Linked DNA regions of Mus musculus: all the other regions are linked to region 4. A link is a contact called in public HiChIP or PLAC-seq and promoter capture Hi-C data. All regions are on one chromosome and are shown on one strand. Each heading gives the region's core, a stretch centred on a gene start, on an enhancer-like site or on the middle of the called end of the contact. The rest is flanking DNA. Distances are from core to core; before and after follow the strand shown. Region 1 overlaps Snx29 (sorting nexin 29). Region 2 holds the start of Snn (stannin). Region 3 overlaps Txndc11 (thioredoxin domain containing 11). Region 4 overlaps Snx29 (sorting nexin 29).

Region 1 (3,536 bases), core at 296-2,795, 270 kb before region 4:
AAGCAGAGGAATGAGTGCAGAGCTCCAGGTAGGTTTAAGTCAGGTGAACACACTGTGGAGATGGAAGGATGCAAGGGTCTATAGAATGCTGTGGGGGTGCAAGCATCAGCAGTCACTATCCTGAAGCCACCTATCCAAAGGGGGAAAGGAAGAAGCGAGCAGATCCAAGCCTCCAAGGCTCTCCTCCCTCACTGTCTGACCCCTCTGGCAGGGTCAGACAACTGGTTCAGTCTCAGGCCCTCTGGATGCCACCACCAAGGAATGAGAAACACAAAGAGCAGGACTGGACCTGACAGTGGGTGGGCTGAGCTCAAAGGCAGAGCTTGTACAGCTCCAAGGAAGCCCAGCAAGGCTCCCAGGAAGGTGTGCCCCCAGATGGGAGAAGGCCTATCTATCATACCAACGTGTACGTGCTGGCAGCAAGTATGTCTCTGGGCTTGCTCTGAACACAGAAAAGGGGTGCTTTTAGTCAGTTCTGGATGGTGTCAGTTGAAGTGCTGTCTCTGGGAGGCACCAGCGTCACATGGGTGAAAAGAGCAGATCAACAACCGACAATACAGTCCCTGCACACTGACTGCCCCTCCCTTGCCCCTTGCTCTCTTTGCCTAGTATTTCAGATTTGTGGCTAGAGACTGTCTTCCGTACAAACACCAGGCATAAGCTGCTATGCAGCTTGTGGTCCCAGGGTCCTCTCCACACACTGACGATGTATGGCCTGCCTCTTGATAGCCTGAGTACAGATCCTCTCGCCATCAGACAGGAGAAAGAGTACAGGGACTCAGACCATCTGCTCCATCCTGGCACTGAGCACAGATGTGGCACCCTGTGACCGCTCTGAGGAGGTAAAAGAGTAAATGTGTGAGAGAGTGGAGGCAGACATGTAAGCAGGAGAGCAGGAAAACAGTACGAGGAAGGAAGAAATACTTGTTTTGGCTATGTTGAAGCAATATAGGGGTTCAATAAACACATGGTCTTGTTTGTTTGTCTGTTGGGGATTTTGTTTTGTTTTATTGAGACAGTGACTTATTTTGAATGCCTGGCCTGAAACTTTCTATGTAGACCAGACTTGTTTCGAACTCACAGTGATCCACCTGCCTCTGCCTCCCAAGTGCTGGGATTAAAGGCGTGTGCCACCACATCTAGCATACACAGTTTTGCTGAACTTACTATCTGCCCATTTGCATTCTAGCTTAGACTCATGACAGGTCCAGACCCTCAAGGCTAACAGCTTCCTCTAATATATTCAGTTGTCAGGCCCAAGTGGGATGCGGATAAATCCTGTCCTGCCCCTCATAGTCAAAGACAGAGAAAGCAAGAGGTAGAGAAGCAAGAGCCTTAGCTAAGGTCAGGAGACAGACAGGGTATCAGAATGATAACATTCCTGTGGGCAGGGATTGCCTGTCTGCTATAGTGATAATTCTGGTTTCTTTAGGAAAAAGAAAAAACAACCCACAGAAATAAGAATGTGTTTTGTTTTACTCTCTGCCGTGGGTATGGGGCTGACTCAGACTGTCCACAGCAGCTATGCCTTGCCTAGTGTTCTCCCAGGGGAGCGATTTTGCCAGCAGCAGATGGTTTTTGCAACTATGACTTTTCAGAGGGTATATAAATAAATGTTAGGGCTCTGGAGAGGCGGGATGGGTTGTTGGTTGTCGATTGTTGGTTGGTTGTTGTTAGTTGTGGTTTGTTAAATAGTCATTCACAAAGAAGAAGAAAATTGGACAGCCAATATCAAACTTGCCTCAAGGAACTCTAAGTTCCTAGTCACAGGAAGTAGTCTAATAATAATGTTGCCCCCCTGTCTCTCTATTTTTTTTCTCTCTATCAAGTATTAAGGGTTGAAAGGGTGGGGAAAAGGTGGAGAAGGGTGGGAGACAAAAGAACTCACAAAGTAGCAAATTGTTGGCTGCAGTCTACAATCCTTCCAAGGAAAAACAGGGCTCAGAGAAGCTGCTCGGCCACCCTGAGTCCTGAGCCTGGTGTGTCCTGTGAGCAGTCAGAAGGACGAAGGCCTGTCTGAGCAATGGTGACAACTCCTGAAAAGGCATCCGGCAAGGAAAGTGGCCAGGTGCTCGCACCACCTCCACCAAGGCACACCTTGCTCATGGAAATGTCACGCACCATCCCCTCTCCAAGCAGCTGCTGACTCCTTGCACTAAAAACAGCACTGTGTTCCTCTGTTTATTTCTTTCTCTTTCCTAGAATAGAAATGCCTGTCTGTGAGCTCTCCATGAAAGCCTGTGCCAGCGTGGCTCCTAGCACAGTACGGCAGCACTCTTGGGCAGTGCCAAGGAGGCAGTTCAGCCGCTCTGGAAGATTAGTGGAGTTACATCTGCTTCACTAAAATAAAACTATTGGGACCAAGAGGGGCCGTAGCTGAGCACCTCATGCCAGCTGCCAACTGATTGTAGCTGCCACCCCGTGAGCAAGGCTGATGCTAACTCCAACCCCAATGACCAACCAGGTGTAATTCAGTCTGTCAGCCCAACTTGCATAGGCCTAGAGGGCAGAGGGATTGGCACTTAGTGTCTTCATTGAAGGTGGCACACTGTGCTCTGTTCAGGGAGCTGAAGATAGTGGATGACTGCAGAAGCTCAAAGACACACTATCATTGTTACAGAGACTCAAAGCCTAAGCAATCTAGACAGACTGCCCAGATCCTGCTCCTCCCAAATGGAGAAGTACCTGTCAGTTAAAGGAGAAATATTCATGACTGTGCTGGGTTCTGAACCAATGAGCTTCAGAGGAGGGTAACAGTGCTGGTAAGGATGTGGTGGCCAAGGCAGTGACCAGATCCCTCTGCCATGTCCTTGGGACCTTGCACATAACCTCTGCTCAAGGAGGCTCCCAAGGGCACTGCAAGAAGGCCTGGAGTCAAGGTGCTGTTCAATGTAAAGGTTTGACTATCCCATTGCTACCTTTCTAGCAAGTGGGGCAATTTTTTAAACTGGAAAGACAACAGTTTGAGATGTTAAGGAACACATGCCTGGTTGAAGCGTGCTCTTGCCAAGACCTTCGGTTCTCTACCTTGGAGAGTACCAGCCGGCTCCTTCCAGGTACTACCCCACATTGACTTCCAAATGTGGGAGAGAGACATCCCACTTCTCTTCACCATAAACAAGCATGAAAGCCCCACAGCACTGCATCTGGGAGTCTGCCAGGCCTGTCTGTAATTGTGCTGGTCAGCCAGGTGCAGGTGGCAGAGAAAATCCAATTGCCCCATCAGCTGTTTGGGTTTTTTTTGGTTTTCTTTATTGGTGGTGGTGGGTTTTTGTTTTGTTTTGTTGATTTGTTTTGTTTTGTTTTTTTGAGACAGGGTTTCTCTTGGTAGCTCTGCTATTCTGGAACTCACTCTGTAGATCAGGCTAGCCTTAAACTCACAGAGATCTACCTGCCTCTGCCTCTGCCTCTCAAGTGCTGGGATTAAAGGTGTGCACCATCACTACCAGGCACCCCGGGGCTGTTATAAAAGGAACTGGCACTGTGGGCATCGCCAGAAGGTTCTACTGGAGTGGGGTCATCTCTTGGCATACTTC
Region 2 (3,153 bases), core at 552-3,051, 350 kb after region 4:
AATGTCTTGCCTTTTTCTCTGTAACTTCTTGTACCTCAGGGCACAAAGCCTGGCCTGGACCCATGTCACAAATAGCCTCTTCTCTGGGGACATCCTCTGCCTACTCATCACTTAACTGGGCACATCACCAGTGCTATTGTACTCAGCTGGGCACCACTCTGCCACTCCATCCAAAGCTTCCACCTCCCAGGGCCTCCAAGGCAGTGAGAAATACTGCCCTGCTTTCAGGGCCAACTAACATCCAGGGGCTTCCTGCACTGCTCCATCCTCCAGCAAGGCCACCTTCCAAGTGTCCTCTTCAGGGGACCCCAGACCAGAAGTATTTCCTGCTCAGGGTTCTGCTTGGTCAAACCCCAAAGGCACCATCACCGAGGGCTTCTGCCATCCAAGAGCTTAGATGGAGGACCAACAGCAACAGGAAAGAAAAGGGAACATCTATCATGGCTGTGCCCATTGTCCTCTCCCCTCCCCTTCCTCCTCCAGAAGAGAAATCTGCTCCAGATGCCACCCTACTCCCAGTTCTTATGCCAGGAAAGGAAACTAAGACTAAGAAGTTTGGGAACTGCCCGAGGTGAGCTGCAATCTCATAGTCCAAGCCTGAATTCTGCCCCCACTCGTCAGGGTCCCATCTGGCCATACAACTCTGGCGGTGATATAATAGTCGATGCTGAAAAGTTCCTTGATGCCACACTTTTGAGCTCCAACATCTCATGTGGATCTCTCCAAAACTTCTGCATCAAAACAATCCTAGAACCGAATGACTGCTCTTCCTACTTGACAAATAATCTGTAGCTTAGAGAAGTTAACTCGGTCCCCAAGGTCACACAGTTTAAAAAGTGGAGGTGCAGATACCCAGGAAGCCCCGATCCTAAATAACCGATTTCAAACCTGATTCTAAAACGTCATATGTCTGACCTGTCTTCTTTCTCCTGAAAGCTGAGCACAATGAGTCTGTGTTTGACCCCTCCTTAGGAGATAGTCTAGGTGACCTGGGTCGAGAGGACTGGACACTAATGACAAGCGTCCCAGCAGCTCCCGCGTGCTGAGCGCGGGCGGTGTGCAGGCGCGGTGCCAGGCGACGCCGCGTCTCTCCCACTCTATCGAAGGAGCAAGGCGAGGCGCTAGGGAAGTAGGGGCCTGTTCAGGGGGCGACAGCTGAGGAGGAAACGACAGCTGAAGACAAATCAAGTCCGCCTGACCCCAGTTTTTTTCCCTGGGGGGGGGGTCCCAGAGACCCATTCAAGCCCACGCCGCGCAATCACTGCCGACCCGACCTGGGACCAAACGCTGCGGCTCAGCCTCAGTCTCCCCACCAATGAAACGAGCGCCAGATTTTCCCTGGGCCCCCGTTCCCCTCGATCCCATCTTGACCACGCTGGGGCGCTGCCAGGAACCCCGTCAATGCGGAGTGAGTGTTCCGGGCAGCCCGGAGGATCCGCGCAGGACATAGAACCGTGGGTCACGGAGAGGGGCAGATGCCCAGCCAAGCAGCCTCCGCCCCCCGCTACCTCCTTTGTCCCAATCCCGCGGCGGAGGACAAAGAGCCCCCGCCCGCGCGCGGCATCTGCCGCGCCGACCCGCCAGCGCCGCACCCCGATCCATCCGGCGCGTCCCTTCCCCCTACCCGCCTGCTCTGCCCATCCCTGCTGACCATGTCGCGGCCCGCAGTCCTGTGCAATTAGCCAGCAGCAGCCCCGCCGCCCCGGCTCCGCCTGCGCGCCAGCCGGGTCGGCCGCGGAGCCCTCGCCAGACGCCAGAGCCCGATCAGCAGGGGGCGAGGTGCTTGGGCTCCGCCCTGATTGGGGGCGGGGCGCTCTGGTGCGACCAACTGGAGATCGCGCTGGGACGGCGGGGCGGAGCGGAGCGGGCTGGGTGGAGTCACGTGCGCTCTGGGCCCGGAGGCGCACAATGGGCAGAGGGAGTGTAAGCAAGGGGGTGGGTAGTGTTTCTCAGCTGGCGGCTCCCGGAGCTGGGGCAGAGAAGGCGGGAGGCCAGGCTTCCTTGAGCGCTTATTGGGTGCCGGCAGTACTGGGCCTGCGCCTGGCGTCCTCTTTCTTCGAGGGTCAACCCAACGACAGAGGGGAAACTGAGGCGCACAGCGGTAAGAGTGTGATACACCGCCCGGAGATTACAGGCAGAGACGAATGATTTTCTTTCCTTTTCTCATCTTTTCTTTTCTCTTCTTTTCTTCCTTCCTTTTTTCCCCTTCAATTCCATCATTATCCTTTCATCTATCCACCCTTCTGCACTGATCATGTATCTTGCTGCGCCCTTGAGCCACTAGCCAGACAAACCAGGTCCTGTCCTCAGGGATGCGGACTCAATAACCTCTTAGTTAAGCCTTCACCAAGTGCCGTACTCTGTTCAGTCCACTCAACAACATCAAAAGAACGCCAAATAAAAACATACCGACCCATTTGACATGAGGAACTCAACACTCCAGAAGACTTAAAATACTCTGATGTGCTGTCCTGGAGGCAGGATTTGAAGCTAGACACAACTGGCTAGGAACACAAAGGTGCTAATTGGTGTACTGACTGCCCCCCAAAAAGAGTCTGAGAGAGGATGGGACACTCCGTGATGGCCACCAGGAACTCCACAAAGAGTTTGAAGACCTCTGAGGCCCAAGGTACTTGGGAAGCCAGGAAGAAATAACTTGGTTGGGGCAGATAAGACTGGGATATCCCCCTGGGAGCTGGGAAGCTAGGGACTGCTAACTTTCTTAAGGTCCTGCACACAAGCTGAAGTGTGGGAACTCCCTCACTTCACCTCAGCAGAGTGATTCCCCTCCATACCTCTCATCCTTTGGCCCATGTCATTTCTTTTATCTTAAACGTTCTTCCACACCATCTTTCAGATCTCAGCTTCACACCCTTGCTCTCTTTCCCAGTCAATGGACTTTCATGTCCATTGGGAAATCGTGTTTTCTAAGGGCATCTCATTAGCTTTCAGTCTCCGTTTCAGGACTAAGACTGAATCGTTCACTGGTGAGCCTACAGAACAGTCAGTACACAGTAGGCTCTTTATAAGATATAATGAATGAATAGTAAGATGGCAAGGCTGTCTCTGCTGCTGAAGGACTGGGCTGAGGAAGTAAGCTGGCTTTGGTGTAGAGAGGCAGAAGGAAGCAGGGCTCTGGGCCAGCTGCCGTAG
Region 3 (3,246 bases), core at 129-2,628, 320 kb after region 4:
TGTGTTTATGGTCTCCAAATGCCAGATTTCTTTCTACACAATTGTTTTAGTCTTTATGTGAAGAATCATAAAAATATATAAACCTCAAAGTTAACATTTCTAGGGGAACATACAAATATTGCGGTAGTTTATACATAGCGAACATTTCTGCAATGTGTCCTTTTTTGCTGGGGGATGGTATTTTGAGGCAGGGTTCTCTGTGTAGCCTCACTGGCCTAGAACTCACTCTGTAGACCAGGCTGGCCTCAATCTCAGAGATCCACTTGCCTCTGCCTCCTGAGTGCTGAGATTAAATTGTATGCCACTACCTACCACTTGCCTACTCTGCCCTCTCTCTCTCTCTCCCCTTTTTTTTTAAGGATTTTCATTTGATAGGCATGTCTAACATTGGAGTATGAAGTCGTCATCATAAGTGCACTGAGGAAGGAGTCCCCAACTACAGTGGGACAGTTGTTATCCTCTTTTAGCATAATCTTATTTTCCTTTTTCCAATTTATCTAAAACCCTGAAGAAGAAAAAGAGAGAAAACCAGAAGTTAATGAGAATAAAATAAGGGCTATTTCCAGGCCACACTGGTTTGCCTATTGAAAGGTCACAGTTAACCAATGTAAAGAAGTTTAAAAAAAAAATGCCCAGAAGAGAAATTTCCCTAGAGGTAAATCATGTTTCAATCGTGCCGATTAAATACATGTAGCTTAATCTGCTGATACTTAGTTATGGAGTAGACCAGGACATCCTTATCACTAGGTGTCTGCATCATTTTCTCTTGACCCAGTGTTCCTCTTTGTTCAGACCCTGAGAGATTAGCTCATACAGAGCTCTCCTGGAGGTCTAAGAGTCCTGCCTTGTTCAGCCCTGGCTTGTTTGTTCTTTGGGGATCCTGGGGTACAGTACTCCCAGAACACCAGGTGCTATAGGTGTCTGAGGCAATTAAATTGTATCAGCTCAGTTTCTAGTTAGAATGTCTATCTCTTTCTGAAGAAGTGGGGAGGAAATGTCATCTTTGATGGTAATTTTCACAACGTTTGAGGAATGAGGAAGTTTAGGAGATACTGTCTTGTGTCCTGGCTGTCCTAAAACTCACTCTGTAGATCAAGCAGGCCTGGAACTTAGAGATCCACTTGCCTCTGCCTCCCAAGTGCTGGGATTAAAGGTCTGAGCTGCCATGCCTGGTCTTCTATTCTGTTTTCTAATGAATGAGGCTATTCTTACTCTTCCTTTAGCATTTGAATTGATGTAGTTCATGGCTCAGAAGAGGTATGTTCTCTTTAATATAAAATTGGTTTTGATATTTCATACTGACTTTAAGGGAAATGGTACTAAAAAAAACAGACTGAGGTGAGAGCGTTCAGAAACCCCCTAACAGAATTCTGATGCGAGCATGAGAGTCCAGATTGACCTGGAGGGAAACCTCAGGGAATTTCACCTCCTTCATTCTCCTTGCATCCTTAGAGAGCAAAAGTGGTGGGTAAGCTGGGCAGTGGTTGCACATGCCTTTCATCCCAGCACTTGGGAGGCAGAGGCAGGCTTATTTCTGAGTTCCAGGACAGCCAGGGCTACACAAAGAAACCCTGTCTCAGAAAAAAAAAAAAGTGGTGGGTCTTGACAAATGTGTGTGCAAGGAACAGGAAAAGTGACTAAAGCTGTCCCTAGGTTACATGGGAATTGGGGTGATGTAGTCTGTTAGTGGCAAAGAGCCCCAACCTTCTAACAAATGGCCAGAAGGTGAGATTGAGAACTCAAAGCAAGATAGCTGACCACTGAAAACCCATCAGACTTTGTGGACACACCAGTGCCTTCTGTTGTTCCCTTTGTGCAGTGTTCATGGAACATGTCCTATCTTATAGTGTGCCTAAGAGTGGCTCAGTGAGCTCTAAGGACACAGGGTCCATGCCTCAGCTCTTACAACAGGACAGTTAGTCTGAGTGTTTTCCTGTTCCCTCCTAGAGAGAGTAAATGGCCACAGTTCAGGCTCTGGTCACCTTTATCTGATTAGCTATTGGCACATGCAGCTGTTTCCTTGCCCAGATGTTCTTTTAAGAGCTTGTCACATTTATAGTCACTTTTGCTACCATTTGCTGCTTTGTGGTTACTGGGGATCTAAAGCTGGCTAAGGAAAAGGCTAATAAATAGACTGTATGAGACCTATAAGAATTAGTTGAGAGGCCTGAAGAGATGACTCAGTATTTCAGTAAGTGAGCATACTGCTCTTGCAGGCAATCTAGGATCATATCTCAGTATCCATGATAGGGACTCACAGCTGCTTATAACTGTAGCTCTTGGTGCATGTACCCAGATACATATAGAAACAGATTTTTCTAATCTTTTTTCTTTTATTAAAGATTTATTTATGTATTTATATGAGTACTATGTGCATGTACACCTGAATGCTAGTAGAGGGCATCAGGTCCCCGTTATAGATGGTTGTGAGCCACCATGTAGTTGCTGAGAACTGAATTCAGGATCTGAGTTCTGATTGTGCTCTTAACCATTGAGCCATCTTTCCAGGTCCCCTTTTTTTCTGATCTTAAAAAAGTAATAGAATGTGACTTTTCTCATGTTAGATTTATTTGGGGTTGGGGGTTCAAGACAGGGTTTCTCTGTATAACCCTGACTATCTTGGAACTAGGTCTGTAAACCAGGCTGGCCTAAACTCAGACCTACTTGCCTCTGCCTACATTAAAAGCATGCACTACCACACCTGGCTCTTGGTAGATTTTTCTTGGAGGGGGAAAGGGAGGAGAGAATATGAGCCTTAATTTATTTTAAATTCTTTAACATATTCGAAGTTGTTTTGTTTTGTATTTTTCCATTAGACCCTCTCATGGAGCCTAGGTTAACCTCAAACTCCCATCATAGCTAAAGATGACCATGAACTCCTGATCGTTGTACCTCCTATTACATCTGGCTTTCATAATTCTTAATTAAAATATTGGAGCCTCATTGCTTTTAGAACAAAAGGATCCATTTTATAAGTGACAAAGAGGACATGTGTAAGACGTGCCAGTGCCTGCTTTAACATGGTGCACTCACATTATTCTTAGACTGTAAACTGTAATCCAAATATTAATTATTGCACAAGATCGCAAACTTGATGTACTTCTTTCTGGAAAATTTCCACCATGTTCACAAGTTTCAGAGTTGCAGTGTGTTAGGCTGTGCTTTGTGCAGACAACCTGCTTCATTCATGCTGGTGCAGTTAAATTGCTGTTGAGTGGCCCCATTCAGCCTCCAGGCAGGCTGTCA
Region 4 (3,586 bases), core at 746-3,245:
CGACTGCTACCCACTGAGCACACAAGACTGTAGCAGGGGATGAAGACATCTTTCTTTGACATCACAGCAACTACCAAGAGCAAACAAGTCACCACAGGCACACAGACTCAACAGGTGGCTCCATCCCGCTGACAATGAGAACACGAGGATCAGGAAAGTTGCAGGGAATCCCGGCTGGAACAACCAAGAAGTGGAGCTGTTAAGGGTCAGCCAGGCCAGAGACAATGCTCACAAGCACACAGGAAAAGAAGCATTTGCCAAGGCTTCCCAGTGTCAATCCTCTGTTACATCAGACTAATCCTGTAGGGCTACACAGACAGCCCTTCCTATCCCTCTCACAGATAAAGCAGGGGTGGGTGGAGGCACCCACATTTCTGAAAGAGGCATGGTCCTTATCTTGCAGGAGCAGAGTGGACAAGAAAAGCCTTCCCACATGAAATCACCCCTGAAAACAAAGGCTAACCCACCCACCCATTCACAAACAACTGTTCTGCACAGCCCATATAACTACCAGACACCCAGAGTCAAATGGCCCACCAATGTGGGCCTTTCCTTCAGAAGGTTGGCTGGGAATTCCTGATAGGTCTCAAGCCAAAGATGACCAGAAACAACTAGGATTAATTTCTAAAAAAAAGAGATGAATGAAAATAAAACGGGCTGAGTCCCTGCTGCAGGCACAGCTCAGAGGTATCACAAGAATGTCCTCATGGGAAAGGAACTGACCAAGCTGGTGGCTTTGTCAGGGATGGAAATGGCTTGGGAGGCTCAGAGGCAAGATCCATGGCAGCCCCCAGAGAACCAATTCACCTGCTCCATACCCCACACTGGAGAGAGGCTGAGAAGGGCTCTGGGAACCATGCCTGGCCACTAGGAGAAGGTGACAGACAAGTCGTCCTCACATAGACCTAAGTATCTGTTCAGCCCTGCACAGCAACAGAACTCACACTAGCAGTTCCTGCTCTGCAGCCAGAGGACTGTGGGAAACCTCAGCTCATAGGGAACATGGCTCTGGAGAGTGTTCACGTAAACAGAAAGGTCCAGGCTTGGAGATCTAGGAGATCCGTGTGGAAGTTTCTATGTCACCTCAGATAACTAATGCATTTCCAAGCAGAAATGGCATCCTGGGGTGATGTTAAAGGGGCCTGGAACTTCTCTGGATAAAGTTACTCTCCATCTGACATCACCACTATGGGCTCAAGGTTTGTTGTACTTTGGTGTTTGAAGGAAATGTTAATTTTTACCCAAAGGCTGATGAGGAAAAAAGGCATAATTTTTACACTATCCAAGTGTTGATCTCTGAATGTGATATGGAAACAGAAAGCCTGCCCTCTGCCCCTCTCCTTCCTGCCATTAGGGGTAGGAACGAAATGGCCAGAGCTCAGAAAGCAAAGACAACAGCTAGTCAGGAAAAGGAAGAGCCCTGGCCTCTGATGACCATGGAGTCTCATGCTAGCCCACTCTGCCAACCCCAGTCAGGGCACCGGCCCCAATCCCAACTGACCTAGTCATTGAACATCTATCTTGTTAAACAATTGCTGGTGTGGGTGTGGGTGTGGGTGCGGGCCATCACACACACACTCTTCATTGCCGTGTCCCTAATACTTCCCTCTGAAGCTGGAAATGATTTGCACCACCTGTCATTAGAATATGTCATCAGCAAAACTGATTTGTCCAGAGTCACAAGGAAAGTCAGAAGACAGCCTTACTCTGGCTGCACACAGAAGGTAGCTTAGAAACCGCAAGGCACAGAAGGTTCCTTGCATCCTTTAGCAGATTCACCCCCATGCACCACAATCCGGCCATAGTCTGGAAGCTTACAGCGATACCACGATCAGGTGCACAGAAAGCAAACACTCACTAACTTCATGCTCACTTCAAAGCCCACACCTGCACAGGATAAGCACAGGTGCCCTGCTGGCACACATGCCAGCCTCTGAGAGTACTTACGGACTGTCATGGACTCAGGCACTGAGGCAGAAGGTAGCAAGCTGCTCAGAGGACTTCCTTGGCCTGGAGAACTGGCTTCCCTACTGGGAGGAAGTAGACAGAAGGAAGTTACACTCATCCCAAAATGCAACTTCAGTGTTCACAACACTCTCAGGCAAAACGTTTCCCCAGGAATCTACTGGAAAAACAATGAAGCTGCTCAGCAGATGTCTGAAATTTACTGGTAACTCCAAAACCAATCCAAACACCCTCTGGAAGCCGCTCACTCACGAGGGAAGAGTTAGTCACTCAGTGGGCATGTGTGCAGCTGGGTCAGACAGGAAACCACTGCCTTCCTCTTCCAACTCGTGTACACACGCGTGAACACACGTCCTTTCAGTAGTCTACTTTGTCACATTCTTATGGTTTGTATTGTCACTTTCCCTAGTTAGAATAGTCTCCAGGTCCATGTTCCCAGTACAAGGGCCCCACATATTATGTAAGCTTCATTCAGACAAGCATGAAATATCACTGTCCAATGTCAACAAGTCAACAGTGTTTGTTTCTGATGGTCTCTCATGGATCCTGGGCTGGAATTTTCTATGTGACTGTCTTAGTCAGGGTTTCTATTCCTGGACAAAATATCATGACCAAGAAGCAAGTTGGGGAGGAAAGGGTTTATTCAGCTTACACCTCCAAACCACTGTTCATAGCCAAGGAAGTCAGGGCTGGAACTCAAGCAGGTCAGGAAGCAGGAGCTGATGCAGAGGCCATGGAGGGATGTTCTTTACTGGCTTGCTTCCCCTGGCTTGCTCAGCCTGCTCTCTTATAGAGCCAAGACTACCAGCCCAGAGATGGTCCCACCCACAAGGGGCCTTTCCCCCTTGATCACTAATTGAGAAAATGCCTTACAGTTGGATCTCATGGAGGCATTTTCTCAACTGAAGCTCCTTTCTCTGTGATAATCCAGCTGTGTCAAGTCGACACAAAACTAGCCAGTACAGTGACCAAAGATGATTTTGAACTTCTGATCCTTCTGTCTTCGCTTCCCAAGTTTTATATGGTGCTGGGGATCAAACCCAGAGCTCTATGCATGCTATGCAAGCATTCTCCTACAGCTGAGCTACATCTCTTGTAGATTCTAAACAAGATGCCTTTAAATGAGGACACACAGAGAGGCAGGTTATGCATTATCAGTGAATATAGAAATGCCATAACAACAGGTTCCAGCATCCCCCTGTAAGCAGGCTGGTGCTCAGAGAGGCTCAGAGAGCATAATGCGGGCAGGTAACTGGACTGCATGCATATCTACAATCAATTTCTAATGTGAATAATAGCACTGGCTTGTCCATACGCAGCAGGAGACCCCAAGGCCAGGGCTTGCATTCCTTGATCACTGTTGCATTTGGAAAAGGCTCAAAAACACAAGAAGAAAGGAATCAGAATTCCGGAAGGGTGCAGGGACACCATCCTTTATGAGGCAGGGCTCAGTGGTATCAGCCCCTTCATGGTGTATCATTTTCAGAATCCTATCTGTTCTGGGTGACAAAACACCAAGCAAGGTGTGGGGCAGCAAGGACCCCCTTACCTTGAAGCTAAGTCAAGTACACAGATGGCTAACTTCAAGACACCAAATTAAAATTGTGAAGAGAGAGGAGGA

The links. Promoter capture Hi-C pulls out the DNA fragments that hold promoters and counts their contacts. HiChIP or PLAC-seq counts read pairs in DNA pulled down with a chosen protein or histone mark.
Region 1: a CTCF HiChIP or PLAC-seq map of pro-B cells shows a contact between it and region 4, with 18 times the contacts expected there. The contact joins two enhancer-like sites. A contact is called at or near these places in 12 of 39 promoter capture datasets (the 3T3-L1 cell line, 3T3-L1-derived adipocytes, the C10 cell line and 8 more), 1 of 15 datasets of contacts at CTCF or cohesin (pro-B cells), 31 of 484 Hi-C or Micro-C datasets (the C2C12 cell line, the CH12 cell line, the HPC-7 cell line and 23 more), 4 of 115 datasets of contacts at active chromatin or transcription factors (bone marrow-derived dendritic cells, bone marrow-derived macrophages, large pre-B cells and 1 more) and 1 of 9 other capture datasets (adipose tissue).
Region 2: a contact with region 4 is called in a promoter capture Hi-C map of the HPC-7 cell line. The contact joins the promoter of Snn here to the enhancer-like site in region 4. A contact is called at or near these places in 10 of 39 promoter capture datasets (the 3T3-L1 cell line, the C10 cell line, the HPC-7 cell line and 7 more), 3 of 484 Hi-C or Micro-C datasets (ECoMG myeloid progenitors, the HPC-7 cell line and bone marrow-derived macrophages), 3 of 115 datasets of contacts at active chromatin or transcription factors (embryonic stem cells and microglia) and 2 of 9 other capture datasets (adipose tissue and liver).
Region 3: an H3K27ac HiChIP or PLAC-seq map of microglia shows a contact between it and region 4, with 4 times the contacts expected there. The contact joins two enhancer-like sites. A contact is called at or near these places in 9 of 39 promoter capture datasets (3T3-L1-derived adipocytes, the C10 cell line, the HPC-7 cell line and 5 more), 1 of 15 datasets of contacts at CTCF or cohesin (pro-B cells), 30 of 484 Hi-C or Micro-C datasets (the Ba/F3 cell line, CD4 T cells, CD8 T cells and 21 more), 2 of 115 datasets of contacts at active chromatin or transcription factors (astrocytes and microglia) and 4 of 9 other capture datasets (embryonic stem cells, liver, macrophages and 1 more).

Annotation. Positions count from the first base shown.
Region 1 is chr16:11,688,965-11,692,500 of GRCm38.p6, reverse strand. The region is part of intron 18 of Snx29 (sorting nexin 29); the gene reads right to left. Among named protein-coding and RNA genes, the nearest start is that of 4833415N18Rik, 89 kb to the left of the region's middle. Within about 2 kb of position 1,545, at least 44 of the 459 cell types and tissues checked have an H3K27ac peak or open chromatin away from gene starts, as enhancers often do. A contact at or near this core is called in pre-B cells and pro-B cells, where this site is marked.
Region 2 is chr16:11,064,946-11,068,098 of GRCm38.p6, reverse strand. It overlaps Snn (stannin), which reads right to left and starts at 1,801. Exons shown (of 2, transcript NM_009223.3): 1 at 1,652-1,801. It overlaps Gm9861 (a long non-coding RNA gene), which reads left to right and starts at 1,831. Exons shown (of 2, transcript XR_003951968.1): 1 at 1,831-2,101.
Region 3 is chr16:11,097,308-11,100,553 of GRCm38.p6, reverse strand. The region is part of intron 5 of Txndc11 (thioredoxin domain containing 11); the gene reads left to right. Among named protein-coding and RNA genes, the nearest start is that of Snn, 33 kb to the right of the region's middle. Within about 2 kb of position 1,378, at least 13 of the 459 cell types and tissues checked have an H3K27ac peak or open chromatin away from gene starts, as enhancers often do. A contact at or near this core is called in the HPC-7 cell line and microglia, where this site is marked.
Region 4 is chr16:11,419,145-11,422,730 of GRCm38.p6, reverse strand. Snx29 (sorting nexin 29) reads right to left here. Exons shown (of 21, transcript NM_028964.4): 11 at 1,948-2,027. Among named protein-coding and RNA genes, the nearest start is that of Snx29, 98 kb to the right of the region's middle. Within about 2 kb of position 1,995, at least 53 of the 459 cell types and tissues checked have an H3K27ac peak or open chromatin away from gene starts, as enhancers often do. A contact at or near this core is called in the HPC-7 cell line, adipose tissue, bone marrow-derived macrophages and 3 more, where this site is marked.